Regions from separate parts of the Arachis hypogaea genome. Here region 2 is linked to region 1. Evidence: chromatin contacts called from public Hi-C data. All regions are on one chromosome and are shown on one strand. Each heading gives the region's core, a stretch centred on a gene start, on an enhancer-like site or on the middle of the called end of the contact. The rest is flanking DNA. Distances are from core to core; before and after follow the strand shown. Region 1 holds the start of LOC112779436 (protein SIEVE ELEMENT OCCLUSION B). Region 2 has its middle 14 kb from the start of LOC140182344.

Region 1 (7,249 bases), core at 1,479-3,978:
TTATTATTATTACTACGTAATATAAAATATTTAGTCTAAAATTTTTATATATTTCATGATTAATGATAAAAATTAAAAATAAATAAATATATTATAATAATAAATGTTTTTTATTTTATATTTTTACTACTATAATAATATTAATAATAATATAAAATATATATATTCCTATTAATGTAGTAAATTTTAATTATTTTTAAAATTTTTTATTAATCATAAAATATATAAAAATAAATAAATAAAAACTATAATAATAATAATAATAATAAGTATATATTTTATATATTTTTTGAAATAATCAAATAATTATCACTAATTTATATATAAAAATAATTATTAAAAAATATTTTAATCAAATAGATAAGAATGTATGTATTTAATTCTTAGAAAAAAAGACACTATATATATATTTTTTAAATAGAAAAAAGGAGAATGTGATTTAGACAAAAAAAAAATTCATTTCTCAAAATAATAATACCTAGCATTTTTGTGTCGATCAAACTCGAGAATTAACACGTCCTATTCGATCATTTATTAAATAGTAGTGAAAAAATCATGTTAGCTAAGGAGGAATTAAAGTGTGTCCATGAGTTCTTCACTAAAATTTAATAGTAACTTTATTACTTATTATTGCATTTCACCGGTTTCGATGAATAATAATAACTCTCCGTTTGTAACACATCCATATATATAGAGTATGTACTAGGATCATTATTAACTAGTGACTAGTCTAGTAGTATTCTGTTACTACTGACCAATTTGGTGTCTGCAGAGCGCGATGTGCTTCCTCAGTTTGCTGAGTACCACGTTGATCTTTTGACCGTAATGGTATAATTCCTGTTTCTCCTCCCTGAAATCAACCAACAATTTTGTTGCTGTTGATGACAAAATATGTGTAACCAGTAATTAGTGGAAGAATTTAACTTACGAATCAGTTGTGAGACATTCAATCTGAGTGACAATAGTAACAAGAGTGATGATACACCAATACACATCAATTGGGATATGCTCCCTAGCAGGAAGCAAAGCAGGCACATCTTTAGTGTCATAAGAAGAGAGCTTCTCCAACTCAACTATCAACTCAATCACTTGCAATGTCGCTTTCACCAGATTGTTGACCTCAGTGATGGCTTCACGGTGCTTCTGCAAATTCGCAGGCCGTATGAGCAGTGGAACTCTCTTCATCACTGCCACTGATTTCGCCAAAACATCTGTTTGTAGATGCTGAGATAGCAGCCAGAAATCACCATATTCAACTGCCAAAGCAGCAAGTGTGAGCACTGCTTTCGCATCCCATTCGTAGTGTGAGAGCTTATGGAGAATGGCCACTGCAGTTTCGTGAGCAGTTTCCTCACCGGCAGCCTTGCAACACATCTGCCACGTCATAATAATATTACTAGAGACATATAACTATTCATGTAATTGCTTTTGCAAGTTTAAAAAAAGAAAATATATCCAAAAAATTTATGTTAATTCAAAAGAGATCTTGTGTGAAATAAAATATTATAGATATAACTATAAATTTTGTAGAAAAATAGTTTTATGATATATATAAATATAAATAAGAGTAAGTGACTTAGTTGATTCAACATCCAATTAAAGAAAAAAAAAAGTGAATTATTACCTCAAATGAAATTTGCTTGAGTGTGCAATAAGGTGAATTGAAATTGGGTTGGAGAATCTTTTCATCAATCTCCTCCATGCTTGATTTGGAACCCTGCCAGAGGATTTATCACAAGTGGATATACATATATTATATATAGGACAATCAAAGAACGTAGCATAAAATAAACGGAAACATTGGGAAATAGATAATGAAATCTAATTAGAAAGAAGAAAATATAATGAACCTGCACAAGGTCGTCCAAAATGGAGGTTGAACGGATAAGGGTATTGTGGACAAGAGTGAAGAGAGGATCGACCTCAAACTTAGTGTCACTATGAACATGAGTTGAGTAGATTAATTCCAAGATGTGCTCGTCCGACATGGCTAATGGATTATGCTCCTTCTCCTCTTTGTGATTGTGATGATGGAGTAGAGACTTCAGTGACAGCTTATGATGATGATGAGCCATTATGGTCCTCCTTAGCTTGATTGATTTCTTGCTGCACCCTGCTTATACTTGATGATTGTACTCCCTTATTAGCTTATTTATAGCATGAAAGATATGCTTGAGCAAGGTAACAAAGTTTTAGAAATATATTTTTATTTCATTTATTAATTAGTAAAATGATATGATTAATTCATTCAAACATTCTTGATTGATTTTTTTTCTTTATCTTTAATTCAAAGTCATTTGTTAAAAACTTTACTTTTGGCCTTTGGAAAAGAAATTCTGTGGATCAACTTAGGAGAAAAATCTTCAATCAATTACTTAAGTAAATATTTACAATAATAAGTATAATTCAATTTTCATAAAAAAAATTCACAGACATTCAATTGTGTATTGAATATGCCGGAAACTCATGTGCAATCGATTTTACGTAAAATTGGTAACTGAGAGCGGTTAAATGATTTTATTAATTTGACTAAATTTTCATTTAACGGTTCTCAACTATCAACTTCACGTAAAGTCGACTGCACCTGAGTTTCGACCATTGAATATTGATGCATGCAAAATTTTAGATAGCCAATACTTTTTTTCTATTTTTGTTTTACATTTGAATTAATTCTAGCTAATTCTCTTCTTTATAACTAGAAGTGTAGATTCTTAATATTTTCAGATAATGAGTTTAAATGTTGTTAATATTATATATTTATGGTAAACTTCAACTCTGAGACTTGATCTCAACAACAATAACATTCAATAAAAATAAATAAATGTATGAAACTGCCCCAATACGAAGCACATAAGAAACGTATAACAAGAAGTTTAATGGAATTCTGAAGTCATTGATGACCAAGCATTAGTAAAAAACATAGGCTTTGCAAATTGCAATTATCTTATTTTATTTATATATTGTTTTCCTATTTTCTGAGGGGCATAAACCAGGAATTTGTTGGGGGTAGGTTTCAAGTGGGTTGCGATGAAATTTTTAGGAAATTATGATTATCAGTGATTATATAGGCTGTCATTGCTAGTTTATGTGTTTGGCTTAGTTTCCTTTTTCTTGTCTTTTGTGGTCTCTTAACGTATGTTCTTGTGTCATTACTCGTGTGTTTGAAAATTTTAGACCATTTTAAATGGTACTATGCTGAAGATTCAAGAACGAGGATTTTGAATGAAGGCTCTAGCAGCCTTACTTTTTGATGAAATCATTAACGCCAATGTATTAGGTAGCAGAGGAATGGAATAATACTCTTGGAAAGATCTGAATGATAATATAAGTTGCATGCATCAGAAAACGGAAAATACTTAACTAATAAGTGGACAGATTATAATCTCTTACACTATATATTTACTCTTAATTACTACGTATATATGAAGTCACAAATCTATACTTGACACATTAATAAACAATGTCACAAATCACAACGCCTATTTATAGACTATATAAATCGGTGAAGTTACCTACTTCCATCCCCTGGTTTACAAATTACAATGTCTTGTGGAGTAGTCCTAGCTTATGTCCTTGGCTTTATGTGCCTAGCTTGTACCTTCTAGCTTATGTTGCATCTAAGACCTCCACATAATAAATATATATTTACACTTGCTCCACTACCACCGTAAATAAATAAACAAAAGTTGGTGGAATCTTCATGCATGTGCAAAGGAAATTTTATTAGTTACTGTCTTGTGACTCTTCATGGGTTCATTATTTATGAATCCTTTTTCCAGAGCCTCCTTAAGCTGGTTCCAGCAGCGGAGGCGAGACCAAGCAATCTTTTCTTTCTGAAACACAATAATTTTATGAAATTAAAAAAAAGCTATGACACAAAAGTAAATGAAGTACTGTTTCTGATTAGGATCTTGATTTGTAGACACACATCTCATAACAGTATAATTAATAATATGAAAAAAACAAGGTAATATCTACTTTATGTAATAGAAAACGTTTTCAAGTATTCTACAGTTTTAGGTATTATGATTGAGATTAATGACTAAAAATACTAGAATATTTAAAATTATCATACGCTTGAAATACTTCCTATGTAATATATAATGTGTATTGAAAAGAATTTATCATAAAAACTTTTATTCATAAAAACAAATTTATTATTTTCAAGACTTAAAATATAAATTCTAATACACATTTATTAAACAAAAGGCTGAATTAACAGCAAATAAGTACCTATTAAGATATAGTATAAAGATATTTGCAACTTTAGTGTAGTAAGATAAAGATCAACCTTAATTCAATTCAGTTCCAACACTCAAGATAAGCAGCAACGTACAGAATACATGAAAAAACACACAATTGCTCTTATTTTAATGGACACACTAGGAACAATTTCCCTCAGAGTTGCATCTCATAATTAACAAAATGAAAGTTTCTAATGTGCATCATTACTACTGATAACAACATTATTATTGTCATTGTGGCAGCACTTATAAGTTATGAAAATGTCCATAATCCTGGGACAATCAGGGCATTTTATGGCCTCAGGTAACTTGCCAGCAATGTTTTGAATCTCAAACTGTGCGCACCTGTGAGTGGAGCGCACAATCCTCTCATGATACTCTCTGAATGAAGTCTCAAACCCCTTCTTCCTCACAACCTCTTTCCACTTCTCAAACTCCGTCACAGTCTTCAGGATTGTGCTTCCGTGGCCGCTCGCCACCACCGACGACCCTTTGCTGAGCAGGGCCCATCCGCTCTCGTACTTGTAACACAGCATTCTCTGCACTTCTTGTTTCGCACTATCAACTGCCTTATGAGCCTTCGTCACAAACAAGCTCTCTATACGGTTCCAGAAGCGGCTGAACAGGTTCTTGTCTTCCTTTTCCACACAGAAGAGTTCTATGGAAATTCTTAAGTCCTTTATGACAGGATCATTTGCAAGCGCTGCAGCAGTCTTGCTGAATTGTTGGATCCATTCTTTGTCTTTGCCTCCATAGAAGAATATGTATTTCTGCTCTCTTATCTGTTGATTCATTCACAGAGTGATTAGCAATACATTATTACCAATATTGATTTCATGGCAAATCTTAGAGAAAACAGAAAATTAGTCCTAACTCCTAAGGTAGTGACTCCTATATTATTCTCTTTTTGTTTCTTTTTATATATTATCTTTAAACTAGAAAGAGGCGAATGCTAATGCAGTAATGCACTCCCAGAAAAATAAGGAATATAGAAAGTATCTAAGTCACTGAAATAAAATATATTAAAAAGAGAATTAAGATTTGTTTAACTGACAAAAAATAAAACACTTCTTACTTGGGAAAAAACGTTGAAAAATAAACTTAGGAAGGATAATATAGTAGGTTGTTGATATTTATACTATAAAAATTATCAATGCTATTATTGTGACCAATATATAAATATATGCTTACCCAAGTGTCAATGTTGGAGTGAATATCACCAACCACAGGACCAACCCAATGAATTTCATTGTGAATTCTCTCCTCTTCCACAGAGGTAAAGGGAAAGGCCTTCATTCCATAAGCCTGAATCAAATGGAATGCATTTGTATGCTGAACCTTGCCTTGAGGGTTCAAAACCACAACCATGGGACTCTTCTTGAAGTGCCATTCCTCCTTGATGTACTTGTAGCCTGCTATGCTTCCCAAGTGTTGAACCACATACCATTGCATCTTAGCCTTCAGAACCTCGAATTTCTTTCGAAGATTCTCGGTCCATTCTTCAACTATTGGAACCCAAACAATCTTATATTGTTCATCTGTCTTGATGGATTCATGAACTGCTCTGAGTACTGAAATCTCTTCCTCTGTGATGTCTAGAGTTGAAATGAAAAGGTATACATGCTTCCTTTTTAACACTTCAATGTCAATCTATCATGGGAAGTGAAAAACAAAAACAAAAAAAGAAAATCATCGACTTGCAAACTGTTCTCTCGTTAATGGGCTGGGCTTGAGCCCAACTTTAATATATATTTTCGTATAAAAAAAGCCCTAGTAAAAATTAGAAAAGTATTATATGTATCACTGTGTGTATATTTTGTTTGTGTATTTTTTACTTTTGATAATAAAATTAGTAATTGATAAAAAATGAAAAAAATTAAAAAATTTATTTTAATTATCATTTCTGTAAAAGCTAATATTCTTGTTTTAATTAATTTTTTTATGACGATATCAACTAATATACGTTTATTTGTGCTTTTATCACTACGCTTATTTTAGTAAGAAAAGGTATATACAAACCGTTGTTTTAGTAGCACAATCGAACAATGGCTGTGGTGCATCCTTTGAGAAAACGAGGACCTTAAACACCTCCATTATCTCCGTTGGAGTTTGGAAAAGTTTCCTAAGCTTACGACAATACTCTGCTTCCTCTGAAAATAAATCATAATAGAGAACTTATTTAGTTTGCTTGATGTACTTTTGTCCCTGCAATTTAAGCTTTAAATGCAACAGTTTCTCCTATTTTATATGTACTTGGACTAAAAAATATCTTTATTATTAGACTAATTTTATAGTGTGTTTTGTTTAGTGTCTAACTTTTATCTAAATTATTTTTTATAATAACTTTAAAATATTTAAAATTTTTTAACTTTTATATTTTTAAATTTAAAATTAATTATTTTACTTATTTTATTAATTAGACAATATTTTTTAGACATCATAGCAAACACTTTATTATTATTCAAAAACATTTTCTAAAGAAAGAGAAAATGACAAAAAAGATAAAGCTTGGCACAATTTCACTACTGACCAATCTCATGCCTACAGAGCGTGATCTGCTTCCCAAGTCTCCCAAGTATGAAGTTTAATTTTTGTCCATATTGATACAGTTCCTGCTTCTTCTCCCTGAAATCGAACAATTATAACCTGACCAAGCAAAGGCCACACCAAATCTTCCTAAATTAAAATGTAGATAGTCTGGCAAAAATATATTATATGCAAATTAGTTTATTTATAATTTATTATCTATTATTAATTTTATAACTAAAATATGTTTTATATTATCTTTTCATTATAATTGAAATTAAATTTTTTTTTATCTAAAATTAAAAAGTCATCTCTTCTTCTTTATTTTCATTTCTTTATCTCTTTCATTATTTCGCTCGTTTTATTTCTTATATATCATTATCAATAATTAAATTACAAATTTAACAATTAAAATATGCAATATGATATTCTCTAATTGCAATTAAAATTAAAAATTAAAATATTAAAATTAAAATATA
Region 2 (6,547 bases), core at 1,944-4,443, 460 kb after region 1:
GAGCTTAGAATGAGGATATGCTAATGTTTAAGTGTGGGGAGATTGATAAACCACTCTTTTACGGTTTATTTTGTATTGAATTGAGTGGATTTTATCAACTATTCTTACACTTATTCATGCAAATTGCATGTTTTTAAGTTTTCTTCCTAATTTTGTGCTATGATTGAAAACATGCTTACTAAGCCTTAAAATCGCTAATTTTTAATCCTCTTTTATTATCATTCGATGCTGTGATTCGTGTATTAAGTGTTTTCAGGGTTTATAGGGCAGGAATGGCTGAGAGGATGAAAAGAAAACATGCAAAAGTGGAAGGAACACAAGAAATTAAAGTTTTGAGGAGCTGCTATCTACGCGCATGCATGGCTGCCGCGTACGCGTGACCGAGCCATAACCAAATGCCGCGCACGCGTGGCTGACGCCTACACGTGGCTAGTGCAAAGTCCAGCGTCGTGTACGCGTGCTGAGCGTCACGTGCTGCAATTAACAGAAAACGTTGGTGGCGATTTTTGGGCTGCTTTTGGCCCAATTTCAAGCCCGAAAATGAAGATTAGAGGCTGCAGAGTGGGACGAATCAACGATTCACAATTCAATTTTCATTCATTCACACTTTAGTTTTTAGATGTAGGTTTCTAGAGAGAGAGGCTCTCTCCTCTCTCTAGGTTTTAGGGTTTTTAGTCTTATTTCTTCTTAGCTTCAGAATTTTATCTTGCTTTAATTTAGTTTTCTTCTACCTTTTATTGTTCTAGTATCTTAGTTTATCTTCTTTTGTTGATTTCTTTATTTTCCCAATTTAGTTTATGAATTCTTCTTGTTAGATTCAATTTCCTTTTAATGCAATTTGAAGTATTTCATGTTTATTGCTTCTTTCTTTAATTGTTGGTTATTGATTCCTTGCATGTGTTAGTCTTATATTTTACCATCTCTTATTAATTTTCTATGCTTTTATTTTGTTCCTTCCAAATGTTTGATAAAATGCTTGGTTGGATTTTAAAATAGATTTTTATGTTCTTGACTTGGATTGATTAATTAGAGACTCTTGAGTTATCAAAATTCTTTTGTTAATTGGTGATTGAAAGTTGCTAGTTGGCTTGAGCCTCACTAAATCTAGTCTTTGATTAGAACTTGTGAACTTAAGTCGATTTTACTCGATTGACTTTCCTTCATTTGTTAGAGGATAACTAAGTGAAAGCAATTTACATTAACCATCACAATTGACGATGATAATGAGGATAGGACTTCTAATTCTCTTTCTTTGCTAAGAGCTTTCTTAGTTATTAGTTTATTTTCTTGCCATTTTATTTTCTTGTTTCTTATTACAAAACCCAAAAGTATACTTTTTCATAGCCAATAATAAACTACACTTTCCTGCAATTCCTTTGAGAGACGACCCAATGTTTAAATACTTCGATTAATTTTATTGGGTTTGCTTAAGTGACAAATAATTTAAACGTTGACCGAGTATAATTTGTTGGTATAGAACTATACTTGCAATGCGATATTTTTATGAAATTCTTTACCGACAATTTTCTTCCGTCATTTATAGCTTTCTGATAAGTTTAGTTTCAATTTTAAATGGTTTGTAACAATTTAGCTTGTTGTAATTTTTTTAATTTGAAAATTCAGTTTTGTGGGGATTTTAAATCGCTACAAAAATTTCAAAAAAATTATCAAAAAAATTCAACTCAGTCTCCACAAAGCAGATAAAGAACTGCCATAAAATTATGTCCTGGGAGTTCTACCAAACTGCCACAAATAAGCTTGTGGTACGTTAAATATTGGAGGTTTGGAAACTCCCACTAACCTTTTGGTGGACGTTTCAAACCCCCATAAACAAAAAAAAAAAACGTCACAAATCAAATTGAACCTTGTAGTGAGTCATTGTTAGCTGTGCATGAGTAAATCGAATAAACAAGAATACCATCTAATTAAGAATAATCAACATATATAATTATCTACATACCTATTAAATTAAACATCTAATATATTTATTATTCACATTGTTTAATATTCTCGTTGTTTCTTATACTTTTTCAAAAAAAAACTAATAATAACAACCTTTTTCAAAGCTAAGGTAGCATTTTCTCTTTTTTATTGAAACGAATCTTGTTATATAATGCTCTTAATTAGTATACAGTGGTTACAACTTTTAATATAATTCTTTTTATACAAAATTAAATAATTAAACCTTTTAATATTTTTGTAATTTATTTCTTAAAAAATTAAATTCAATTATTTTAGTATCTCAAATTTAATTATTCTAATAACTAATTACTTTGTTAAAAAAATTATGAAATAACATATATAAAATATAAATAAATACATAATAATTGATAAAATATTAATTTTTGTATTCATTGTGCATTTTTTGCGTATTTTATCACAAAATATAAAAAATATTGAGTACTTCGTATTCATATACAGTGACAAACACTTATCCTAAAATTAAAATATAATTTAATGTTATAGTGTAACTATTCGGAAGAGATTTTTTTGTGGGAAGGGGGTTTCTAGAAGTCTTGAGTGTATATAATTCCAAAACATGAGTCACATTAGTAGGAAGTTGCTTTGTAATTGCCCCATACATACCGTATAATTCACTCGCCCCATATACTGAAAATCACATCCTTAATTTCAAATATATAAATTAAAGGATAGCGATTGGCATAAGAGGTGATGATGATTCGTGAATGCCTATTGTCTAAATTCAAGCGACCACAAACTTCAAATAGGCATAATCCAATTCCATCAAGGTTTAGTTAATATATGTTTTAATTAAAGATATATGATAAATTTATTATTAATAAAAAATTTTAAATATTTTATTTAATAAATATAAATAAATATATTAAAAATTTAATTTTTTTTATAATTTTTTTTATTTTATAATTTTAATATATACTCTAAAATCACATAATAAATAAATTCTTCCATCACAATCACCAATGCATGTCCTTTAGTAAAAGGTCTTTATTGGTAAACCGCGTATTTAGTATTCATGAGTCATGACATTTGGTTTTAAATTGGAATTTGCGTTGCAATAATTAACAACATTAACATCATTGTCCACGCGGTTTTACTTTGTGTACCTATCCATCAACATAATTCAATAGGTTAGGTCCCCATATGTAGAATTATAGAAAGATGCACATATATAAATGTTCCATACGCATACAGTACGGATAGGACACGGTTATTTAACCTCTTTCCCTTTGTCGTTACCATAAACAGAATGCAAGATACAACTAAGAGTAGTATTCACGTATCATACATCTCAAATTATGGTTGTAGAAATACTAATTGTTAAATAGGAGTATTTTTATTTTAAGAAATAAATAAATTGTTAATGATATTTATTCATTTAATAATTATATAAGATATTCTTTTAATCGTAATAATTGTTATATATAAGGCTGACTTTGAACTTAATTATTTATTTAAATATTTTATTAAATAGATTAATGAAAAGAAAGAAAAAAGTGCACGTAAGGCATGTTTTACGTTCACACTAGTAGAAAACTTTAAAGAACACATTAAAAACTAATAAAAAAAAATCAAAACGTTATTAATATATTATTTTCTTTCTGTTAATTTGTTATGTGCTGTAGCCTCATTTGATGTTATCATATGTGACGGCTATTTTTTTTATTTTTCTAAATATTAATTTATTTAATTTATTAAACTAAAATATAAAAATTATTACATACCATATAATAAGCTATATTTATTTTTCATTGTTTTGTTAGAGTGAAAAGTTAAAAAAAAAAAGTTCAAAAAGATAGATATAGCACTCATTGAATTTTTTTTTCCTCCAATATTAGATGAAAAATAAAAAAAAAATACCACTTTATCATATTCTAATATTATTCAGTTATTTTTAACTATATATATATATATATATATATATATATAGAATAAAATTATCTTTTTATAATATTATATATTTTTTTAATTTTTTTATCTAAACATAAAAATTTACTCAACTTCTTTTTTTTTTTTTTCCTTTTTCTTTATTTCTTTTGTTTTCATTTATTTTTTTTAACCAAACAAAACTTTATAAAAAATTTAAAACTATTAAAATAGACTAAATCCATCATGCCAGCCTATTTATTTGGTTTAAACAACATACTTTTACTCTAAAATTAGATCTAACGAGTAATTCTTTTTTTATATTTAAAAAAACAGTATTTTTTAAATATTTTTCTTGATTCCATCCAAAGACTTGACTCGCACTAATAATAATGTTTTTTTTTTTGTCCAAAACTAACTTTTTTTTAGAAAAATTTGAACCCAAAATTGAATTTGTCGAAACTTTTTCTTAAACAAAAATTTAATAGGTTATCTCATATATTTCGTGAGGTTGACTATAAACAGTCCAAGTCTAAAAACTAACACTCTTCAACAAATAAAAAATAAACAAGTTAACCCCTATAATTCACAAATTTAAGTGGGCCAAATTTAATTAGGCTGAACTAGACCATTTAATGGGCTTACAATAATGTAAAAACAATAATAATGTAGGATTAAGAATTGAGCATAAAAAATATAGCTCGAAAGTATCGTCATATTTGTATTCTAATGTAGCTATTTTAGAATCAAGGAATATGATTTAAAAGTATCATTTTAAAAATTCACAAAATTATTTTTGTCAAAATAATATTATTTTTTATAGTTATGCTATATATTATTTAACCAAAATTTATTTTTCTTGCATTATGTGTGAAAAGTAATTAATTACTTCGATGAGTAATATATATGATATGAATTTACCTAAATGATTTATTACTTTTATTTTAACTACATATTTAATCAAGGATACATGTTATGTCTTTGCAATTTCAAAAATAGAAAAAAAATACTAATATATAAATTAAAAAATATTTTGTTATGGGTTTTGATATTCAGAAATCATAACTCACAAGATAGATGCGTACATGTATATATGATGTATATACGATGGAGAGAGATTAATATAACTTGTCGAAACTAGAAAAATAAAATAGTGATGTGGCAAAATAATTGATCGAACAAATATATATATCACCATCAGTATACAAATATTGTGTCGATATGTGTAATAATGTGTTTCCACGAATATCTTTTTTTTTTTTTGTTCCTACGGTATCCCCCAACCCGACAGGTCAAAGACTAATTCGTTGTGGTACTGAGCTCCATTTAAAAATTTGTTATTGGCCAATAGATTGCTGCATGCACAAGGTGGGATTCGAACCCCAACACTACTCTCTCGTGCCATCATATTCCTTACATACAAAAAGAAAAACATATTTCATATTCATTATGATACAAAAAAAAGCGAGCTAGCCAGGTTGGATAAAAATCAAGCATGGCGGCTTGACCAGTCACAACTTGGTCTTTTTTTTTTTGTCAGGTAGATTGGACAACCCCCAATTTTAGGTACCTCAAATGAATTGGACAACTCCCAATCCTAGGTACAACACATACACCCACACGCTCCTCACATACTTACCATTTTTTCTTCCTCGATTGTCATTGGTAGGAGTTGAGTCCGAGACCTTTGAGATGGGGAGGAGGCAGAATGCTGTGTGAGTTAAGGCTCATTGGCACAACTTGGTCTAAAGCATTTGATGGTCTTGAAGAACAATAATGTGTTTTATTTAGCATACACTTACAAGATATTTACAAGTTTTTTTTTTATTAATTTCGGGGTTAAAGCCCAAATAAAGGAAAAACTAACCAAAAATTATTTTAGAGTGAACCGTTCCTACAACATCAGTAAAAAAATGAAAGAAAATACAAGATGATAAAGAAAAAAAATGACAACCATAACTTAAACTATAATCAAATGATGCCAATTTATCAGCATATGATTTAGCTTCTTTGAATTTATGATGAAGACTCCAGCTCCTGTTGCACCTAATTTTTATCACTGACACAAGAGTTCCTACCGAATGTAAGTTTCCCGAGTCTTGAGAACACAACCGCACCGCTACCGCTGAATCAACCTCAATCTCAACATGGGAGTGTCCCAAATATGCTAATGATTAAATCAAAGTTGAAGAGTATGTCCCAAAACTCTGCCGCTGTCATAGTGTAAGCACCCAAATTCGCATTATAACAAGCAATAAACTTACCGTTGCCATCTTTAAGGATATCACCACAAGCCGCTTTGCCATCCTCACTAACGGAGCCATCCGAATTCAGCTTGATTAAAGGAAGAGGAGGTGGCTGCCACTTAATAAGCTTTTCTGCAAAAGTTTCCACCCTTTTCCTAGATCACATAGATTCAGAATGAGCCCTATAATAATCCTGTGCCATATAACAAGCTATTTCATGAATCTTCCTTTCATCTGGGACTTTATCCTTATCAAAGACAAATGTGTTCCTTCGAAACCACAGAAAATTTAAGGTACTAGTAAAGAGGAGGGGCCATCGAACCCCTTTGAAGAAAAGTTGGGAAGACAAGTTCTTCATCAACCAAGGAATGAGAGGTTTAGTGAAGAAATTATCTTGACCCAACCTATCATCAATGCTCTTCCACGTTTTATAAGTGACTAGACAATCACACAAG

The links. Hi-C and Micro-C count contacts between places; a contact is called where the count stands out from the background.
Region 2: a Hi-C map of leaf shows a contact between it and region 1, with 4 times the contacts expected there. The contact joins the enhancer-like site here to the promoter of LOC112779436 in region 1. A contact is called at or near these places in 2 of 8 Hi-C or Micro-C datasets (both in leaf).

What each region holds. Positions count from the first base shown.
Region 1 is chr19:126,907,855-126,915,103 of arahy.Tifrunner.gnm2.J5K5, forward strand. It overlaps LOC112779436 (protein SIEVE ELEMENT OCCLUSION B), which reads right to left and starts at 2,729. Exons shown (of 7, transcript XM_025823702.2): 1 at 1,851-2,729; 2 at 1,625-1,717; 3 at 929-1,374; 4 at 756-850. The coding sequence starts at 2,075. It overlaps LOC112778714 (protein SIEVE ELEMENT OCCLUSION B), which reads right to left. Exons shown (of 8, transcript XM_072228044.1): 4 at 6,775-6,869; 5 at 6,264-6,394; 6 at 5,436-5,894; 7 at 4,590-5,026; 8 at 3,372-3,833. The coding sequence ends at 3,761.
Region 2 is chr19:127,366,033-127,372,579 of arahy.Tifrunner.gnm2.J5K5, forward strand. No RefSeq gene overlaps it. Among protein-coding and RNA genes, the nearest start is that of LOC140182344, 14 kb to the left of the region's middle. Within about 2 kb of position 3,194, at least 2 of the 3 cell types and tissues checked have open chromatin away from gene starts, as enhancers often do.